Regions from separate parts of the Canis lupus genome. Here region 2 is linked to region 1. A link is a contact called in public Hi-C data. All regions are on one chromosome and are shown on one strand. Each heading gives the region's core, a stretch centred on a gene start, on an enhancer-like site or on the middle of the called end of the contact. The rest is flanking DNA. Distances are from core to core; before and after follow the strand shown.

Region 1 (7,065 bases), core at 2,884-5,383:
CTGTGACGAGCACCTGTCGCTGCCGCCTGCCAGCGCCTGCTGCAGGTTGCAGGGCCCACTGTGCCCCGGCTGCCCGCAGAGCGCCCCCGCCGCCCCCACCCGCCCTCCCAGGGCCCCACGCCGTGGAAGCAGCCCCTGGTGGGCGTGCATGATGGGAACCGGAGTGAGTCCTAGGACACGCGTGTGAAGGGCCAGAGGTTGTTTCCGTGTCACAATCGTAACACATCCATTCACGGTGTGACTTCGACGGGGGGCGGGGGGGCCTGAGCTCGTCCCCAGCCCCTCATCAGCTTGCGTGCGGCTTTAGAATCAAGTGAACCGGTGGCTGCTGTATCTCGTGTTGTCTCCACGTGCCGCGCCCCCCTTCACTGACGTCGGAGACGGCCGCCGAGCACGGGCTCCTGCCCTGAGCGCACGGAGGTGGTGCGGAGCACCTGCAGGGCGTATCAGTGGACGGTGGTGATGGCCGAGACGTGGGCCAGAGCGCCCTGTGCCAGCCCCTCTTCCCGCAGCCGTGGCTCCTCCCTGCAGTCAGGGCTGTTCCCGGGAGGCCCGTCTTCCTCCAGGGGTGGGTGAGTGGATGGAAGGGTGGAAGTACGTGGACCTGGAGACAAGGCACCTGTACTTCTCCACGTCCACAGCCACCCTTACAACATCGGGAGAGCTGGGTCCAGGCCCCGTTGCCACGTGCTGGCCAGGTGCCGCCGGGGCCATGCCCTCCGCATGTTCGTTCCTGTCTGTGACGTGAGGACTGGGAGGATGCTTGAGGCCACCCTTTTGGGTGTAAAGTTAGGACTCTTGGAAAGAATTACAATCGTTCAAGAAGAGTTTCCACGACGACCTCACAGCTGCGCGGGCGGTGGTTCAAGGTGACAAGGTCTCACCGGACGTGCCAGCGCTTGGGCATCAGCGAGCCCCTGGGGCAAGGAATCCTGGACACAGGACGGGCGTTGGGCTCGGCTTTGCTTTGGTGATTCGGTCACAGTCGGACGGTCAGGCCGGGCTGCGGGGCCTGGCGGGGACTCCCCCGTCCCCACTCCCGCTGCGTCCCTTAGGGCTACGGCAAGGCCACCAGAAAGCTGCATGATGCTTGGGCCCTGGCGTGCCTGAAGCATGGGATCCCTGTAGGTGCCCTTCCATGCTTAGCGTGTCACCCAGGGCGTGGGGAGGAGGACGTGGGGTTACCCTGGCCGTGCGGACCGCAGCCTTCCTGTGCTGCGCAGGGGCCCGCTGACAGCACCGTCCTCTGTAGGCTCCCGTCCACTTACAGAAGGGAAACAGGCAGCCAGAAGTGGGCCGGGGTGGGGCTGACACTGGGCGTCAGGCCCCTATGACCCCAGGGACGAAGCCTCTTTCTCAGCCAAGACTCCTCTTCCCACAGAAGCTGATGTCACGTCCCCGTGACGTCCCAGAGGTGGGGGCAGCGGGGCGGCCATGAGAGCCAGACTCGGAGCATCCAACGTCCGGGGTGTCCTCCCAGGGAGCACCGGCAGGGCCATGCTGGGAACACGTCCCCCTTACACTCCATCTAAAGTGCCCTTGCCTGCCGACTGTCGGCGTCCCACGTGGCGCTTCGGGCCTCCTGGTGACGCTCATGCAGAGTGCGGGGGCGGGGGGCGCCCGGCTCACACCCCCAGGCCCATGTCTGTCCTCTGTAACGGTGCCTGGGACACAGGGCTACACTGCGCCGAGCCCTCGTGGGCGCCGTCCTGCTGGAGCCGGGGAAGGGGATTCAGTGCCTGTCGCTGATGGAGCGTGGGGGCTTGTGTCTTCCAGGCCTTCACCACCTTCCTGTGTCTGTACGGCATGGTGTGGTACGCAGAGCACTACGGCCACCGGGAGAAGGTAGGGGCGGGGGCGGACGGGGCCGCGTCCTGCTGGCAGCTTTGGCGGGGCCCCTGGAGCGCCGTGGCCACCCCAGACTCGCCCCCCAGCTGCCCCCTCGGAGCCCCGAGCTCCACCCTCTGGAAGGGGTTCGAAACCCAATTGTGTGTCTGTTTACAAGTGAAACTGCCTGGAGAGCCCCGGGCCGGGTTCACGAGGCTGGGCCTCCCTGCCCCCTGAGTCCACCTGGGCCCCTCGTGGGACGTGCAGGGGTGGATGGGAACGGGCTGGCCACCTGCCTTCGTGGTTGCCGCACAGCATCATGGCTAGGTGACCACGGCCCTCGTCCTGACTCACCCCACGCCCGAGGGGCTGGTGGCCCCGTCTAGAACACGAGTCCCGTCCCCGGGAGACCCCGTGGGCTTGTAGCAAGGAGGCTGGGTCCCATGTGGGGGACGCGGGTGATGCAGCCTCACCTGCTGGGCGGCCACCCAGTGCCTGGCACCTGTCCTGACCTGTGCCTCTGTCTCCCTTAGACGTACTCAGAATGCGACGATGGCACCTACGGCCCGGAAATCTCCTGGTCTCATGCGAAAGGTTCAAAAGGTATGTCCTTCTCAGCCCGTGTTGAGCCCCCTGCTGGGCCCTGCTCGTCTCGAGGCCCAGCGCGGAGATCCGGATCCGGGTTCATCCCCTGGTGTTGGCAAGCGTTCGCCCGAGGCCCCAGACTGCCCGTCGCGTCCTCACTACGCGCCCCCGGGGCCTGCACAGTCGTGGCCGGACCCCGCGGGGACCTGGCTTCCTGAGGAGAGGCGCCCCGTGGGTCTGCGCCTTGTGACGGGAGGATGTCGGGGGCCTGGAGCCTGTAGCATCCTGAGGGCCGTCCTGACTGCCAAGGCCCAGGAGCGACGTGCGGGGAGGAGAGCTGCTGGCCGTAGCCGGGGTCTCCACTGGCCTCTGCAGGGCCTTGGGGAGCTGTGGGCCTGGCGGCATCGGCGGGCAGGCTCGGGCCCGATGCCAGGGAGGTGCCCCTGTGCAGTCGCCCCCCGCAGGCTCTCAGAGCCACCCGGGGGCTGGACCGAGGGGACAGTGGCAGCGCAGGAGGCCGTGAGGCCACGGAGGGGTAGGCCTGCGGGCGGCTGTCCAGGCTTCCCTGGGCCGCGCGATTCACGCTTCTTCCTGCGGGGGGCGCCCCGCGAGACCTGGGCCAGGGGCGGGTGGACACCTGTTTGCAGGCCGGTGCAGGTGGGCGGGGGTCCCATGCAGGGCGGCCCTGGCTCCTGGCCCGCCGAGCCCTGCTCCCCAAGAGGCGGCGACGAGCAGGCAGTGCCGCACACGCGTCCCTGTGACAGGGAGGCGTAGCAGTTACAGAAATAGCCCTGCAGCTGGTGCCCTGCCCCCGAGACCAGAGCTCGTGCTTCTCTGGGGTTCCCGTAGCGGCGGCCCTGGGGTGGGCCCAGGCCTGAGCCCCGGTGCAGAGAACCCTGTCCGCAGACCCACTCGCGTCCCCGGCCCCCCGCGCGCTCCCCCACCCCCTGTCCTGGGAGGCCTGTCCTGCGAGCTCTCGGCCCACCACAGTGTGACCGGCGATGCCCCGGGGACTGAGCATCCTGGGGGGTGGCATCCCCCGTGGGAGGCTCCGGGGCTGCCCTGAGCAGTAAGAGGCCCACTTTTCAAAGTGTGCTCTGGGCCCCGATAGAGGGCAGGAGATCTTTAGTCCTGTGAAGTCCAGAACCTTCCAGTGTAGGGAGGTAGAGACCCTGGGGCTTGCGGGTCAAGGCGGGACCTCGGGTGATGCCTCCTTGGTTGGGAGAGGCCCCTAGACGCCCGGCGGCTTCATCATTCTGCCTCATGCCAGGATTTGATGTGTTCCCCCCACCCCCCACCCCCGCCCCAGCACAGGGAGCATAAGGCCTCCCACCCCCACCCTCCCACCCCCACCGGTGAGGGCCTAGGGCATGCAAGTTCTTCAGGACGCCCCTCCCCTCGCCCTTCCCGGGGTGAGCGGCTGCCTGCCCTGCTTGCCTGCGGGGTTTGCAGCCGGCCCTGGTGCCTCCACCAGCCGCCACGAGCCACTAGATGGAGTGCAAGGATCAGCGGCGGGCGGCCTGGGCGGAGAGAGGCCATCTGAGGCCCAGCCCACAGGCCCTGCAGCCCTGACGGCGTGTTCTCCTTCCTTCCTCCGCCAGGTTCTGAAGACAGCCCACCCAAGCACCCAGGCAACCACGAGAGCCACTCTTCCAGAAGAAGGAATCGGCATTCCAAGTCGAAAGTCACCAACGGACTTGGAAAGAAATGAAGGAGCCTGGTTCACGTGGACGTCCCGGAGAGTGCCTAGAACTGGGAGGGTGGACAGGTGGTGTGGCCCTCCCTGTGCCGAGGGCAAAGAGGTGGTGCCATCCGGACGAGCACAGGGGCCTGGGGTCATCACTGGACAGCGTGAGTCTTGTTTCCCGCAGACCTGGTCACGCCCGGCAGGTCCTCGCCTGGGATCCTTTGCCAATGCGGGGTCTCGTCCAGCTTCGGCACTTGGCATGTGGTCCCTGGTAGGGGCGCAGAGCTCCGCGGGAAGGGACGGCCCTGGCGCCCAGCTGTCCGGCCCACAGCGTGCGTGGGTGTCCTGTGGTTGCGGGTCGTCGGCACACCTTCCTTCCAATGTTCAAGCTGGTGACGGGTTTTTGTTGTTAGGGACCTGCCTCTCCCATCCCGCGGATTGGTTTCGGGTCAGGCTGCTGTTCTGTCTCGTGTTATCGTCGTGCTTCTTTGGTTTTAAGTGAGAGGCCACTGCTGAAGCTGCACTGGGGAGGGCGCGCCCCTCGCCTGCAGATGAGACGGGGAGAGTGTGTTCCCTCCAGCACATGCCCCCCTCCTTAGGACGCGGTGGGTGGAAACCCATGTGAGGACAAGTCAGCCCCCCACCCAGGACCCCAGGCTTCAGATCAGAACCTTTCTCGTCCGTTCCAAATGTCGTTTGTCCCGACGTGTCCACAGCGCGCAGAAGTGAACCTGCTGCAGAGGCAGCGCCCGCCATGGCTCCTCTCCCAGCCAGGTGCCTTTGACATTCTGTTTTCCTTCCTGGTGTGTGGCTGACATTGTCCTTTAGTCCCATGTCAGGTGCTGGTGAGTATTACCTTTCACGTGTGCCATGCTCTAGAACCTTTGCCCTGGTAGTTCACCACCTCGGATGGATTCCTGTTTTAAATAAAATAACTCACGTTAAAGTCCATCAAAGATGAGTCTCTGCAGAATGCTCATTTCTTTGCATCTTACTGGTACTTTCCACCACCTGTCAGCAGTCACTGTCCTGTTCAGGTGACCTCAGGGTAATCCGCATGCCTACATGCTTTATGAGGCAAGAAGGAGGGAGGCAGGTATTTCAGGGGGCTCACGGACGCGCGCCCTATTTCCTCAGCTCCCCGAGTGACCAGTAGGAGGCGAACAAGATCGTCCTTGTGTTTTCACGTGGCTGCATGAACCCAGTGGGATTTTCCCCTCCTACAAACGGCCAGTACTCAGCTGATTAGCAGACGGACAGAAACTGGCTGAAGGAGATCCTCTTGTTCCTTCACAGAGCAGAGTTCTCCATGTCTTTCCCCCCAAAACAACACCTTTCACCTAGGACTGTCATGTTTTTCTTTTCCTGCATAGGAATTCCGGGGTAAAGGGGTTAAATGAATCCTGCAGAGCTGGGGTCACACGCTGCACCCCTGGGCCTGCTCTGACCGCTGGGTTCAGAGCCTCGTGCAGACCTGCTCCAGCAGCCGGGCGCATTGCTGCCGCCGGAGGAGCAGAGAGGCAGTTTGTAGGCCCGGGCACAGCGAGAACCTCTGCAAGCAGGTGCACTTGTTTCGTCCCCCGCTGCATTCTGCTTCTCTGTGCACTGAGTCCTGAGTGTGTCACGGGATCACGTCCATGGTCTACCTCGACGCTCCTTCCTGGGCCTGGCCCACACCATCGAGCGTTTCCAAGCTCTTGACCGTGCCTCTGACTCCGCTTGTTCCTTGCTGCAAGGCTGGCATAGATGGAGGCCCCGTTGCACACAAGGCGGCCGACTTTCCTGGGGGGCATTCGAAAAGCACCGTGCACAGGAGACCGTTTTTCCTCCATGCCTTTGTGTGACATCCCAGCAAAGTCCCCAGACACTGTCTGTGCCTGCTCTTTGAGTCGGAACTTTCTTTTTTCCCCTCCCAGTAAAAGCTCTTGACACAGTAGTCAGAAAACCAGCACTTTCGGTGACTGGCTGAGCCTCGGCCGCCATTCCTCCTGGAAGCCATACTGCTGGGTTTGCCCTACTTTTCCGCCCGTTTCTATGGAAATGGACCTCGCGTTGATGGAAATAGACCAGAGGCCTCATTTCATACCAGAAATGATTTGATTGCCAATCATCTCACATGTGCCATTTGCAGACTGCCCCGCTAGCAGACACCACTGTTTGGGACATAACGCACGAGGAATGTTTCATGGGTCTTTCTCCGTAAGTAGCGTGGTACCGAGTGTTGGGCACTTTTCCCTTCATGTCATTCTTGGTCTTGCCATGGCCTTCCCCGGCTTGCCTCACGTCTGCTTTCACCACTTGCAGAAGCCGTGGCCAAACCGCTCCCGCCGCGATGCTAGGACATTTCGTTGACCTGTGAAGCATGTTGATGATAAAAGACATCCCATAAAAGCCAACCTTATTTTCACTAGCACCTCTTCTTTGGTGAGCTTGTGAGTTCTCACCCAGGAAAAATAAAATTCTTCACCAAACTCGGCAGGCTCGGCCCTGTTGGTCGGCCCCTCCGAAGCTGCATCCCAAAGTGACAGGTCTTTTTGTCAGGGGTCTCCCTCTGGAAGTGGACACTGGATTGTTTGACGTGTTTCTAAGAGCGCACTTGGTCAGGGCCATACGGGGTGGGAGAGGCTAAATGCCCAGTAGAATGGAAGCACCCATTCACTGTGGAAAACCAGACCTTGCGCACAGGGGGCTTGATTCACGTGCTCCGCACGTCCTGCGGATTCGCTGGGCCCGCCGCGATGCTCGCCAGGTTGGCTTCATCTACGGCGTCCCAATTGTCGGGGGCACCAGGGCTCCTAGGCAGGCCATCGCAATCCTCAATATACGTCCCACATACAGGATCGAAATCAAGATGCGAGACTTCGGTCCGTCGCTGAGCGTTTCGCCGTAAATGCATGTCTTCCCGTTGTACGTGCATGTGCGCTGGCAAGGCTCATCCTTGAGATTTGGTTCCTCGCAAGGGTCGG
Region 2 (6,380 bases), core at 1,735-4,234, 810 kb after region 1:
CTTCCTTCCTCACTGCACCACCTCTGCAGGTCTCCAGAAATATGTCCCCTCATCGGTTGTCAGGATGCGAGTCATGCATGTGGGACACATGTTCCTATTCAAGTTGTGTACATGGACTAAGAGTCATGGGACCTGTCCCAAATATGCTCATTTACATGTTTTGGAAGGTGAATAGTGGATTAAGTGAGGGATTTATTTCTTTCATTTAACAAGGAAACTGAATACAAGGCAAGCCAGCTCTAGTGTGGCCAAGGACTGGGCTCCTTCTACATCCCTGCCCCGCCGTCCTTAGCAAATGGTCACAGAGTATCTGGACATTTGCAGGCAACATGTCTCCATTTTAGGCAGAAAAGTGAGAGAAAGGAGAGGGCAAAGTGTTCATGCCAGCTGGTTTTCTCTAAGGCTTTCCTGGAAGCCTCATCCAGTGGAACATGGAAGCCTTTCATTCATATCTCATTGACTAAGAAACTGTCCACGTGGCCTTGAAGGAAGCCTAGGAATTTTTTTTGATAAACACATCACGACCCTGAACCAAGCTGGATATATAAAAGCAAGAGGAAAGAGGTGAATGGAAATTGAGTAGGCCACTAGCTATAGGTGCCACAGGAAGGAGACAGTATTGGCACACAGATGGAGGTCCTCACGCTATTCATTAGATGACATGCAGATAGTTGTCTAAGAGGAAGTCCTCACCAGACATCAAGAAATCCATTTCCAAGCTCCTCCTTGAAGGGGACATAGTGCTCACACCAATGGAGACTTGGCTTCCTTTGACATCCAGCATAGGTGAGCCATTCATCAATGGCTTAGGACTCACCCAGGCCCAATGACCTCCCTGCCTATTCATTCCCCTGCTACCTTTTCCTTGCTCCCATCTCTGAGAGTCTTTCCCAAGGCAGGAATCTTTGCCTTTCTTCGCTTCCCAAATCCCTATCCTACGCACAGAAATCTGCCTTTTCGGAAACCCAGATTTTTAAAATTTACAACCCAAGAATGCCTTCCCGTTTTGTCCCTCTGACTTCTCTGAGTCGTCTTTCTCCTAAGGCAATGGACACAGAAAGCCATGCTCACTGAATGGGTCAAGGACCCAAGGGTACAAGGAAATACCAGATGCAAAAACAATTTAAGTTTTAAAAAATCATTCCTCTGCTCATCATGGGAAATCTTACCCTTAAACCCAAAATGTAAAAGAGGTAAAAATTAGAGCCAATATGATTAAAGGGTGGATGGGATATGGGAGGACCTCAAGGCCTTCCTCATGAGGCCTGAGAGAAGTCAGTCAGGGAAAGCTTGAAGATTCACCAAATTGTAAAATCTCTACAGAATCTTCCATCTTGAATGTTCTACAATTCCATTTTAAGGGGCAAACTTTTAGTCCATTTTCCTAAAACTTGAGAATAATCCCACATAATAAATGTGACAGATGAAGTAAACAGTAATTAAGGTGGACATGGTCCCAGCCTTTCCTTGACCCTGACCCTACTCCTTGGCCCATTTCCAGCTTTCCAGCTTCCCCACACTCTAAGCAGGGCTTTGTGATGAGGAACCAACATGGAAGAATGAGAAACAAGAGACGCCAGGTCACAAAGTTAAACATAGAAATAATATATGACCCCTCCCAAAAAAAAAGAAAGAAGAAAAAAAGAAATAATATATAAGCCAGCAATTGCATACCTAGGATTATACCCAAAAGAATTTTAAAAAGATACTCAGATGTGCACTTGTACCTTCATGTTCACACTAGCACTAGTCACATTAGCCAAAGGTTAAAAAAAAATAAAATAAAATAAACAACCAAATGTCTATCAACAGATAAAGGGATAAACAAATCGCGGTAAATACATACAGCGGACCGTCATTCAGCCATCCAAATCGTGCTGGATGAACCTCGAAAACAGCATGGGCATTGGAAGAAACCAAACATAAAAGGCCACATAGTGTGCGATGTCACTGAGGTAAGATGCCAGAGTAGGTGAATCACAGATACGGAAGCAGGTGGATGGGTGGTTGCCAGGCGCGGGGGAGGAGGATGGGGAGCGACTGCGTCACAGGTCAGGGTTTTCTCTTGGAAGGACGAAATGTTGGGGGACTAGATGTCATGGCTGCACTATCATGAGGTCATTAGATGCCACGGAGTTGTTCCCTTTAAAGTGGTTCATTTTATGTTTTGTGAATTTCACTTCCCTTTTTTAAAAATCAGTTTTCTAAAAAAGAGGAGGTAGCACTACGGGAGCACTCACAGGGAGGGCGTCGGGGGCGGTGGCTGAGGAAGGAACACGTGGGGGAGCACCGTGGGCACTTGCGGCCCTTCCCTCCCCTGAGGTCCAAGGAGGGGACCCCGGCACGGCCACAGTTAACACAAGCTCTGCGAACAGACTACTTGGTTTTAACCCCACTCCTGATACATACACACCGTGACCTGGGCTGTATCTCAGTTTCCTCCTCTGTAAGGCGGAGACTGTGACCCCTAACTCACGGGAAGGGTTAAAATGGTGAATGAGTTCATCCACGTAGAGCTCTTCGAAGAGCATGGACCACTACAAGCTCGCAGTGAACATCACCCAATGTTCTTTAGCCTTTTGGACTCATGGACCTTCTTCTTTGGCCAGACCATTCCAGAAATGAGCTGTGTCAGTTGTGCTTTATAAGTCATGTACCAATGTTTCCCTACTCTATGATTTTTTTTTTTAATGCAAACTGTAAATAGTACCACCTGCCCAGAAAGCTGTTTAGCTTCCTAGGGCTGATGTGACAAAGTAGCACCATCTGGTTGGCCTAGAATAACAGAAACCTACTCCCTCACAGTTCTGGAGGCTAGAAGTCAGAAAGCAAGGCATCAGCAGGGCCATGTTCCTTCCAAAGACTCTAGGGGATGATCTTTCCGCACTTCCAGGTTCTGGTGGCCCCAGGCTTTCCTTGGCTTGTGACAGCACGACTCCTGTCTTGCCTGGGTCTTCACATGGCCGACTTCCTGTGTGTCTTCATATCAACTTCCTTTTCTATGTGTGTGTGTGTCCAAAATCCCCCCTTCTCCTAAGGACACCAGTCACATCGCAATAGGGCTCGCCCTCCTCCACTATGACCTCATCTTAACTAATTTCATCTGCAATGACCTTATTTCCAAATAAGGTCATTCTGAGGTTCTGAGGATTGGAACTTCAGTATATTACCTTGGGTTGCACAATCCAACCCATAACAAATCACTGTCGCTCTCCTGATGTGTTCATAAGCTCCACTGCCTTCCTTCTGTGGTCCATCCCAGGCCAGTTAGCTGCCGGAACAATCTTGAAGGAGCAAACGCTTTCCTCCTGCAGGCATATCTCCTATTTGATACACTGCACTTTGTACACTCTCTACAACGATTGGTCACGTTTGGCTCCTCTGCTAGTTCACAAACTCCCTAAGTGTTGGGACTGTATCATGTTCAACTCTGAAGAGTAGAAAAGTACCAACCAGAAGAGTACCTAGTGCCTGCATGGAAGCTTCAGCAGTTGAGGAAAGAAAGGAAGAAAGAAAAGAAGGAAAACAAGATTCAAATGTCCACTGGCTCAGCAGCCCCCACCTCCAAGTGACACCAGGCCCTCAGCTCCCCCCGCCCCTTCTCTGTTCCACCTTCTGTTTGTCCCAGTGCCCCCCTACTTTGCCTCCATCCAGGCTCTGCCCTGGACTGCCAATGGCTACTCTGACCGCAGACTGGAGGTAAAAGCTCTCTGTGATTCCTAAAAGACATGAACTTCTTCTGACCACTACAACCAAGACTGTGATGGCCTTAGAGTCCCAGCACCCTCCCTCACCAGGCCAGGACATGGAGGACACGGCTCCTCCCCTGATTACCAACAGTTCAGCCTAACGCCCGCATAAGGAATAGTTCTAAGCTCTATGAGCACTTGCTGGAGGCCGGGCGATCACATTCCGTTCCATTCTCCTCACCTGGGTCGGCTCACTGACAACTCACAGTAACCCAATGTGGTAGGAACTATTTATTGTTAACTCTACAGATGAGGAAACTGAGGCTTCGAGAAGTTGAATATCTTGGCCGCAGTCATAGCTGGTGAGCGTGGGGCCAAAATTTGACTCCAGGCAACCTAATGGCAAAAACATCCAAAACTTGGCAGTGGACAAAAAGGTGGCTGGCTGCCTTGTCAGTGTCATCCTGAACATGGTACAGACCCGCTCCACAATTATCCTGTCCTCCGGGGGTTTACTAGTGACTCACTCTTTACCACCGATTAGGGTCTACTACAACTTTGTGCGGGTAGATGTTAACTTGTACAAAGCTGAGAGTGACCTAAACCGTCCCTGACCCACAGCAACGCAAGAGAGCTTCTCTCCAGTTGGAAAAGTTAACTCCAAAGGGGACAGCTCTAGCATCCCCTGGGAGACTAGCCCGTTTCCAACTACTGCACCAGTCGATTCCAGCATCCTCTTTCAGTGACTATAAATCCTTCCATCTCAGCTGTAATCCTTTGAAGCAGGTTTACCACCCTGCTAGTTCCCTCATTAATGAGTTGATTAAATCTGTGACACATGTTCATTCTATACTTATATGAGAGTTGTGTTTATAATACACTGAAATTTTTACCTGGCACACCAAAGCCCCCAGTTTTACCCACTACACTAGAATGAATGAATGAACATTAAATCAGAAGATACATGTTCAACCTAAAAAAACTAAAAAACGAATGATAAAATAATTTAAAAAACGGTTTAAGAGAAAAGAAGATATATGGTGATTATGTTTAGTAAGGGGGTACAAACCGCAATCAGAGCCCACTAGTCCCTGAAAGAGCAATGAGTAAACTGCTACAAAAGAGTATTGTTGGGGATCCCTGGGTGGCCCAGCGGTTTAGCGCCTGCCTTTGGCCCAGGGCGCGATCCTGGAGACCCGGAATCGAATCCCACATCGGGCTCCCGGTGCATGGAGCCTGCTTCTCCCTCCTCCTGTGTCTGCCTCTCTCTCTCTCTCTCTCTCTCTCTCTCTCTCTCTCTCTGCCTATCATAAATAAATAAATAAATAATTTTTTTAAAGTATTGTTGTACAAAGGAGTATTGCCGGCCTACTGTTCTCCATGTGCTGATTCCCCACAAAAACTGACTCTAGCCAGGACAGAGGCTGCTCGAGAATCCTGGCTGTTGGTTGCTTTGGGAACTTGGTGAAAGTGAGACAGACCTTTGGGACGAAGATTGGACCTTACCAAAGAGCCAGCCACTCCCAGGAGACTGATCTATGTGTCTCTTAAAGGGTGTGACCTCCTGGGGATTCTGCGAAGGGCAACAGATCCGTTGTACCAATAGCCCGGTTCAGCGCACACCAAGTACCCCAACTCAAGTCCACTAAGAGAAATTCATAAATGAAATAACTACGACACGGCGCATCATTGGAATGCACTGTCACTTGCAATATAGAAGCTGCTTAGTAAATATTTAACAAGTCAAAAACTTGCCCCCGATGCAGAGAAATCACTTCTGCGAAAAATAAAACCAAGCTGAACCAATTCCATTGAACATCTTTCAAAGCTATTAAAGTTATTTTCTTTATTTGGGGAAGGATTATGACACACATACTTAGTTCCAAGTCACTGCTAATAACTTGCTAATGGTGTCAATGGAGTTCTTAATTATACAAGAAAGACCATGAATGACCTATTTTTCAAGTGTTCAAAAATGGAAACATACATTAAAAACCCATTGCATTTTTCTGTGTTTCTTTTCTGGGGTCGTCATGAGCATTTACAGTTTCTATTTGTGAAAGGATTCCACGAGCACACCATTGGGTAAGGGCACCCCGAGGCAGTTTTAAGGGTCCGCGTGATCCAATATCGATAGGCTTCCCGAAATGAGGCACGAATGAGGAACATAATGACTTTTTCGAGGCATTCTTCTGAGTAGTGGGGATACAGCAGTAAACAAAACGCACGACGTGTCTTGCCATCTTGGAGTTCAGGTGCTACTAGGGAAAAACAAGACATGGAAAAATAAAACAGCAATGCACACAGTAAGATAGAGGGTGATGCATGCTGTGGAGAAGGAGCGGGGAAGAGGGAATCCCAGGCGGGGATTGGGAAGGAGCTTGGGATTGCAAATAGGATGGTCGAGGATGGCCTCACCAAGTACAGGCTTTAAGGACATGAGAGAGTCAGTGATAAGGTATCTGGGGAGAGCACATTCTAGGAAAAGAGCAAGGACGGCAGGCACCCAGAGGCAGCAGTGCAGCTGGTGTGTGTGCAGGGATAGTAAGAAAGTCCCTGGAGCCAATGGTATGAGTGAGGGAAAAGTTGTGAGGACTGGGATAGAGGGGGCGAGTAGACGGGGTTCAGTTTGGGGTAGAGGGCTGATCTGACCCCTGGGGGTCTTCCCAGGATCACCGGGCCGTGGATCCA

Evidence for each region. A called contact is a pair of places that touch in the nucleus more often than the background predicts.
Region 2: a contact with region 1 is called in a Hi-C map of skin fibroblasts, with 3 times the contacts expected there. The contact joins two enhancer-like sites. A contact is called at or near these places in 3 of 9 Hi-C or Micro-C datasets (amygdala, liver and skin fibroblasts).

What each region holds. Positions count from the first base shown.
Region 1 is chr29:41,480,273-41,487,337 of UU_Cfam_GSD_1.0, forward strand. PTDSS1 (phosphatidylserine synthase 1) reads left to right here. Exons shown (of 13, transcript XM_038579819.1): 11 at 1,777-1,845; 12 at 2,361-2,430; 13 at 4,014-5,055. The coding sequence ends at 4,123. Among named protein-coding and RNA genes, the nearest start is that of MTERF3, 45 kb to the left of the region's middle. Within about 2 kb of position 4,134, at least 3 of the 20 cell types and tissues checked have an H3K27ac peak or open chromatin away from gene starts, as enhancers often do.
Region 2 is chr29:42,287,442-42,293,821 of UU_Cfam_GSD_1.0, forward strand. LOC119866764 reads right to left here. Exons shown (of 5, transcript XM_038579844.1): 5 at 5,510-5,947. The coding sequence ends at 5,678. Among named protein-coding and RNA genes, the nearest start is that of MTDH, 53 kb to the right of the region's middle. Within about 2 kb of position 2,985, at least 2 of the 20 cell types and tissues checked have an H3K27ac peak or open chromatin away from gene starts, as enhancers often do.